Linked DNA regions of Danio rerio: region 2 is linked to region 1. The links are chromatin contacts, called in public Hi-C maps. All regions are on one chromosome and are shown on one strand. Each heading gives the region's core, a stretch centred on a gene start, on an enhancer-like site or on the middle of the called end of the contact. The rest is flanking DNA. Distances are from core to core; before and after follow the strand shown. Region 1 holds the start of ciao2a (cytosolic iron-sulfur assembly component 2A). Region 2 holds the start of itga11b (integrin, alpha 11b).

The links. A called contact is a pair of places that touch in the nucleus more often than the background predicts.
Region 2: a contact with region 1 is called in a Hi-C map of embryo, with 2.9 times the contacts expected there. The contact joins the promoter of itga11b here to the promoter of ciao2a in region 1.

What each region holds. Positions count from the first base shown.
Region 1 is chr25:1,559,512-1,563,881 of GRCz12tu, reverse strand. ciao2a (cytosolic iron-sulfur assembly component 2A) reads right to left here and starts at 2,534. Exons shown (of 5, transcript NM_213027.1): 1 at 2,399-2,534; 2 at 18-182. The coding sequence starts at 2,510. It overlaps spg11 (SPG11 vesicle trafficking associated, spatacsin), which reads left to right and starts at 3,235. Exons shown (of 41, transcript NM_001194994.1): 1 at 3,235-3,701. The coding sequence starts at 3,478.
Region 2 is chr25:1,821,768-1,826,137 of GRCz12tu, reverse strand. It overlaps itga11b (integrin, alpha 11b), which reads left to right and starts at 2,433. Exons shown (of 30, transcript XM_690467.10): 1 at 2,433-2,524. The coding sequence starts at 2,470. It overlaps coro2bb (coronin, actin binding protein, 2Bb), which reads right to left. Exons shown (of 18, transcript XR_012400101.1): 6 at 1,274-1,679.

The DNA of each region.
Region 1 (4,370 bases), core at 1,285-3,784:
TCTCGTCACATACTCACCTATCAGCGTGGCCAGAGAGCAGTGTGGTACAGTTGGAGAGAACTTAATGACGATCAAATATTCATCGTCTCCGAGCTCCTGAACTTCCACACATTTCTCCGTCACCACGTCCAGCTCCTCCAGAGTGTTGGGTTTCTCCGGGTCACGAATCGTCCGAATCACATCTGTGTAAACAACAACATCAGCATATTAAGAGTTTCACCTTAAACAGAAAAATATCTGAGAGAAAATGACAAATAACAGAGTTTTGCTATCAAAACACACTGTATATTCTATTTAATAATACACTGGTCATTACCGTTTGATACTGATTTGATTACGGTAATGACTCAGTATTATAATAATTAACATTATTTACTGCTAGGTATGCTAATATCTTTCAGTTATGTTGCTTTTCAGTTTTTACCATGTTACATCATAGTTTGAGATTATTTCGTAAACTTTAAGGGAATACTGTGTTTAGTTCAATCATTTTCTTGTCGGCTTTATTAATCCGGGGTCCCCACAGTGGAATGAACCGCCAACTTATCCACAACCCATCTCTGGGAAACATCCACACACACACACAGTCTTTGGACTGTGGGGGAAACCGGAATGCAGGCAGAATATGCAAACTCTACACAGAAACACCGACTGAGTCGAGGCTCGAACCAACAACCCAGCGACCTTCTTGCTGTGAGGTGACAGCACTACCTACTGCGCCATTGGATCGCCACTGTGGTTAATAATTATGGTAATGATTCAGTATTACGGTATGTTATTACGGTAATGATTCAACACTAATACTATGAAAAATTAATAAAATATAAACAGTTTGACTTTTCCTTCAAGTTTAAGGGAATACTGTGGTAAATGATTATGGTAATGATTCATTATTATGGTATATATATATATATGATAATAGCATGGTATTACAAAGTAGCATCATCACTGCTAGTTATGCTAGCATCTTTAAGTTACCTTCCTTTTCAGTTTTTTACCATGTTCCATCATTATTTGGGACTATTTCTTTAATTTTAAGGGAATACTGTTGTTAATGATTCAGCATTACGGTATGTTATTACGGTAATGATTCAATACTAATACTATGGTATATTAATAATATATAAACAGTTGAACTTTATTTCTTAAAGTTTGAGAGAAATATTTTGGTAAATGATTACGGTAATGATTCTGTATTACGGTATGTTATTACAGTAATGATTCGGAATATGGCATGTTATTACGGTAATGTTTCAACACTAATACATTAATAAAATATAAACAGTTGAACTTCATTCCTTCAAGTTTAAGGGAAATATTTTGGTAAATGATTATGGTAATGATTCATTATTATGGTATATATGATAATAGCATGATATTACAAAGTAGCATCATCACTGCTGGTTATGCTAATACCTTTCAGTTACATACTTTTCAGTTTTTACCATGTTATATCATTATTTGGGACTATTTCTTTAATTTTAAGGGAATACTGTGGTAAATGATTATGGTAATGATTCAGCATTACGGTATGTTATTACGGTAATGATTCAATACTAATACTATGGTATATTAATAATATAAAAACAGTTGAACTTTATTTCTTAAAGTTTAAGAGAAATATTTTGGTAAATGATTACGGTAATGATTCTGTAATACGGTATGTTATTACAGTAATGATTCAATACTAATACTATGATACATTAATAAAATATAAACAGTTGAACTTCATTCCTTCAAGTTTAAGGGAAATATTTTGGTAAATGATTATGGTAATGATTCATTATTATGGTATATATGAAAATAGCATGGTATTACAAAGTAGCATCATCACTGCTGGTTATGCTAATACCTTTCAGTTACATACTTTTCAGTTTTTACCATGTTAAATGATAATTTGAGACCATTTTTTAAAGTTTGTGGGAAATACTGTGGTAAATGATTATGGTAATGATTCAGTATTATGGTATGTTATTACGGTAATGATTTAATACCACAATCACAACAACCACAATCAATTTAGCATAGTAAACCAAGTTTTTAATTGTAACTATGTACCATGGTGACAGAAAAATAGAGTACATAATTACGGTAATGACTCAACCACAAAAATACCATGGCATTAACACCGGACACCATTTATGTACCATGGTTATACCCCGTTTTCTGTTTATCAGTATGTTAATATGATCTTTGACGTATCAGATAAAATACATCCAGTATCACATTTCTTATTGACTTAACAAAGTAGTAATATGGCACTACTTAAAGTACCATGAAGATGATTATTCAGTACTATAGTAATATATAAAAATACTATAGTATTTCCGCCTGACAATGTCATCGTGCCATGAAAACACCACAGACTTTTCTCTTGATTGAGGTCATCAGGGCTCACCGTACACCTCCAGCGCTTTCTCCTCCATCTTCTTTCGTCTCTTGTCATTCGTCTCGTTAGAAAGTCCCGTTAAAAACAATGCTTTGCTCAAAAGTCCGGACACAAGCTCCATGATCCGGTCCGGTCCATCATTTCCATCACGGACACTGACATGCGCATGCGCGTCCGCTCTTCCTCTTTCACGCAGACCAGAGTGATCAACAAAGAAATGTCGATGGAAATATAAACTTTTTGGCGTTGTTTTTTGGGATTATATGCCATTTATTTTAAAATATTATATAGTTATTTTGAAATAATAATAAACTATAAAATATGTTAAAAAACCATTTTAATTAATTTGGCGTTAATTATTTTATACCAAGACTATAGAATACACTTTATTAAGGGGATTTTTGTTTATATCAACACATTATCCATAGAAACTAGTCAATATACTTCTACTGTTTTGTATTACACATGCTAAATTAATTAAAAAATAGTATTTATAGTTTGCAACATTTTTAATGTATAAATTCATAAAACACCACATTAATTTTTATTTTAATTACACTATTTTTGCTGATAATATTGTTAATATTTGATTTTTTTTATTAATTCCTTTATTTTGTTTTGTATAGATTTAGATTAGTTTAAATAAACCTGCATTATTATACATAAAATAAACATTGCTCTTATTAAAGACTCAAACAGAGACAAAGCCAAACTTTTATTTACTAATCACGGCAAATAATTTTAGGTAACGTTAGTTGACATAAGCATAGTGAACGCGCATCATAGATATTTACATTCATTTATCCATGAACGCGCATAAGTAGAAGTGTTTATTTCCGGTTTGATTGGTCCTCCTGCTGTAGCTATGATCATGTGGTTGTCATGTGATGATCAGCTGTGGTTTGTTTAGATCGGAAACTCACAGTATCAGTATTTCAGATTAAATCCTGCAGTTTAATCTTCGAGGACTGTTTATTATTTATCTCCATAGTGTGCTGTTTGTTATTGTATAATGCGCGCTCATCGGCGGAAGCTCCTGAGCTGATCTTCCTCTTCTTCTTCCTCCTCGTCTGCTGTCCATCTTCAGGATGCTGGAGGCTCTGAGCAGGAGTGATGCTGGAGCTCAGGCGGTGCTGGAGGTGGATTTGTTGGCGGATGGAGAGCTCTGTGTGGGGCTGAAAGACTGGCGGAGGGTGAAGCTGAGCGCGGGTCCGTCACTGCTGTGCTGCGTGAACGCGCAGGGGGAAACCAGTCTGAGGAACATCAGCGACAGCAGGGGAGCTGAGCATACACTACAGCACACCTGTGTAGAGTGAGTCACACACACACTTAACCTGAGCATACATGACTACAGCACACCTGTGTAGAGTGAGTCAAACACACACACACACACACACACACACACACACTTAACCTGAGCATACACTACTGCACACCTGTGTAGAGTGAGTCACACACACACTTAACCTGAGCATACATGACTACAGCACACCTGTGTAGAGTGAGTCAAACACACACATACACATACACACACACACACACACACACACACACACACTTAACCTGAGCATACACTACTGCACACCTGTGTAGAGTGAGTGAGTCACACACACCTCAAACTACAGCAGACCTGCAGTCTTTCTACACATACACACACTGTACATACTACTTTATACACCAACATACACACTCTGTGCACACAAACACAGTACATACTACACACTTAGTTCACACACTCACACTGTACATATTACACACTTTGTACAGACACACACACTTAGTATTACATACTTTACACACTGACTTTCTTTCTGTAAATACTCTGTACTACATGTTATATATTGTACACACACAACTCTGTACATACAGCACACCACATGCACACACACACTATACATACTAAACACTCATTACACACACACTATACATACTACACACTTTGGACACACACACTCTGCATACTACACACTACATACTTCAG
Region 2 (4,370 bases), core at 1,184-3,683, 260 kb before region 1:
GCTAACAAGATATCTAATTATTATTATTATTAGTCTATTATTTTCATTACTATTAATACATTATTATTGTTATTAAAAATGTTAGCCCGATATTATCATCGTTATTTATATTATTATTATTATTATTATTATTATTATTATTATTATTATAGTATATAATGAATGATGGCCCTGGGCTAACAAGATATCTAATTATTATTATTATTAGTCTATTATTTTCATTACTATTAATACAATATTATTGTTATTTTAAATGTTAGCCCGATATTATCATCGTTATTTATATTATTATTATTATTATTATTATTATTATAGTATATAATGAATGATGGCCCTGGGTTAACAAGATATCTAATTATTATTAGTCTATTATTTTCATTACTATTAATACATTATTATTGTTATTATAAATGTTAGCCCGATATTATCATCGTTATTTATATATTATTATTATTATTATTATTATTATTATTATAGTATATAATGAATGATGGCCCTGGGCTAACAAGATATCTAATTATTATTATTATTAGTCTATTATTTTCATTACTATTAATACATTATTATTGTTATTAAAAATGTTAGCCCGATATTATCATCGTTATTTATATTATTATTATTATTATTATTATAGTATATAATGAATGATGGCCCTGGGCTAACAAGATATCTAATTATTATTATTATTAGTCTATTATTTTCATTACTATTAATACATTATTATTGTTATTAAAAATGTTAGCCCGATATTATCATCGTTATTTATATTATTATTATTATTATTATTATTATTATAGTATATAATGAATCATGGCCCTGTGCTAACAAAACATTTTATTATTATTATTAGCCTATTATTTTTATCATTATTTATGCATTATTATTATTGTTGTTGTTGTTGTTATTTTAATAATAATTATTATTATACTGTGATCAAGCGTTGTCTGTCTAATATTACATGAGCTATAAAAAGAAAGATGGTCTGGGCTTACAACTATTTTTAAAATCATTTTTATTATACAAAACATTTCAATATTATCTTTAGCCTATTATAATCATATCATTATTAATAATAATAACGTTAGATCACAGGAAAAAAACGGCTCTCTCCCTCGGTCTGACGGCTCTTATAACGGCCTCAAAAACGAGGGTTTCAAACGATTTATGCCTTATTTGAGGATTTTACCGAACAGATCCATCACGAAATTACAACCAGTATCCTTTATTGAGTAATAAGTAGTCTTAGATGCAAATATTGAGGAAATTAACTTACCTTCCCAGATCGCGATGATGCCGTCAGGATGGGATTAAAAAACTGCCGCCTAAATTTGCGCTATCGCGTCGTCACGTGACCAGCTACCGCACACACGGACATCTGATTGGTTGAAACATTGTATGGATTGGTTGAAACTATCACAAGCTCCACCTTTGTTGACCCTGGAACACTGCAGAATCAGGACGTGCAATGTAATGGGCAGCACAAATGTCTTGATACCTCAGGCTGTTGATGTTGCAGATCTCTCGCACACCCCCATACTGAATGACCCCAAACCATGATTTCTCCTTCACCAAACTTGACTGGTTTCTGTGAGAATCTTGGTGCATGTGGGTTCCAGTAGGTCTTCTGCAGTATTGGTGATGATTGGGATGCAGCTCAGCAGATGATTCATCATAAATATCTGTTAGTTATATAAGTTATATATAAGTTATTATCTGTTAATCTTACAGCTGAGATCCACAACAAGATTTAAAATATGTCAGGTACACTCTCAGAAATAAAAGTACAAGAGCTGTCACTGGGGCAGTACCTTTTCAAAAGGTACATATTTGTCCCTGAAGAGTGCATATTGGTACCTCAAAGGTACATTTTAGGTGCATTTGGGTACTAATATGCACCTTTGAGGTACCACTAAGGACTTTTTAGGTACAAATATGTACCTTTTGAAAAGGTACTGCCCCAGTGACAGCTACTGTACCTTTATTTCCGAGAGTGTAATGTATGCCGGAATAGTTGGCGGCTCATTTCGCTGTGGCGACCCCGAATAAATAATGGAGTAAGCCAAAGGAAAATGAATGAATTGAATTCTATGCTCATTCAATATACAGTAAAATTAACCAGCCATTTCTAAGCTCAATTTCAGCTTTTGGAGTGTAACATCTCCATCCTCTGAAAATAAATTTGCACATCTGTGGTGTTTCCTATCCAATATATCTTGATTTTCCACTGCTAGACATCTGGATGGAGAAAGAGGAGGGGAGAGAGAGAAATAGAGTGGGCGAGCGAGCAGTAAAAGCATGAGGTCAGTAATAAGCACAGCTCTCAGGTGCTCCAGACTCTCTCTCTCTCTCTCTTTCTCTCTCTCTCTCTCAGTTTTCATGTCATTGTAGCTCCTCCTTCCACATCAAGCTCTGCTGCGCTTCAGGACTCCATCAGAGAGCAGAGAAACTCAAACACACACACACACACACATGCTGATGGAGTACACACACTTGCTGCTGCTGTGGGTCAGCGCACTCATGCCAGGTGAGTCTGCTACTGCATTTACTCTCAGCAAAAAACAGTGAGATTATTTGCACTAAAACTTATAAATAAATAATAAATAAATAAATATATATAATAAATAAATAAAAATATAATATAATATAATATAATATAATATAATATAATATAATATAATAAAATAATAAATAAATAAAATATAGTATAATATAATATAATAATAATATAACAAATATAATAAATGTAATATAATATAACAATAAAATATAATATAATATAGTATAATATAATATAATAATATTAATATAACAAATATAATAAAAAATAATACAATATAATAATAATATAATATAAAGTCAATGATTTTTGCTTTTTGGGTTCATTTTGGAAAACTAAAAGCAGATTTAAATGAGTCACAAGTTGTCATCCTGTAGGAATATTATTAAAAATATATATGGTTTCTCGTGTATTAGCTTTAATCTTGGTTTCTAGTATAAAAATTGAAGCATTTTTTAATTATGCATTTATATTAGAAGTAAAAATACTTATATCATAAGTCATATTTTCTTAAAATGCTTCTTAATATGTGTTTCTTAATAAATCTTATGTGGTGGGGCCACAAATATAGGTTTAATTCACAATATTGATTTTGTAGACTCCGTTGGCAGTCATTTTATGTATTTTGATAATATTTTTATAAAGAAATACTTCTAATTGCATGCATTTGGGATCTCAAGAACATTTATTTTGATTTAAAAATGCTTAGACATTATAATGATGAAAACTAAGTAAGAAAAACTTCGTAACTGAACTATCGATATAATTTAATGACAAAAAAATTTTCTAGTCTTTCTAATCGTTGCTAGTGAATACATCTAATAAATCTCAATATAAATCATTCAAAAATACCCAAAGTTTAATACAAAGTTGGGATTTCTTATGAAACTCATGTAAGATATTGCTGAAGATTTTGTATGTGGATAGTAATGCCTTTATTGTAATCATAATGCTGTACAGAAGACGAAACTGAAAGATTATCTAATTAAAAAGTGTTATATAACATGTAATAATAATTATATGGCAATCTCTTTCAACATTAAAACTAATTACCTAATACCAAAGATATACTACGTAAGTATGAGTGTCTATTTAAACGTTTAATGGAGTTATTCAATTAATATCAATGAGTTTAACGAGTAAGCAAGAGTGTTTTTTTAAGGTATCGGTATATGTTTAATTACGTACTAGTGCTAAGTAATGCAAACTAGTTCATTATTAATTGGATAACTAACACTCATTCATTAAACTATTAAATAGACAGTCACATTAGCATACTTAGTAGCTTGAAAATAGACACTAGTAGGCTATAGTTTATAGATTCAGTGTTAACACAGCACACCATAATAATTAGATTAGATTTATTTAAAAAAATTATAATAATTTAATATAAATTATATTAAATTATTATTTAATAAAATAATTTTAATTAGATTAAATGCCATGGTTTTAAGGTTATTTTCTATCGTTCTAATAGGTTATATTAATTAAATCTCTTACCACTCTTTAATCATTTTATTTATTCATTTATTTTTATAATGGTTTATGGTTATTTTCAGTAGTTATAGCACAACTATACAGAACTATATAGCCTAGTGTGGGCTAATTCAGGTTGATTAAAGAGGAACTTTGCAGATGGTCTTTTATTAGCAGTGATCAGACGCACCATCTGGATCTGCTTACACACTCCATTATGAACCTACACACAAGGGCACTTGCTATACATGATCTCGATTGTATTAAACACATCTACAGAAGATGAACTTTGTCCGACTGAATCCCCAGAGATGCTAACAGACTTTTAATGTGCTTA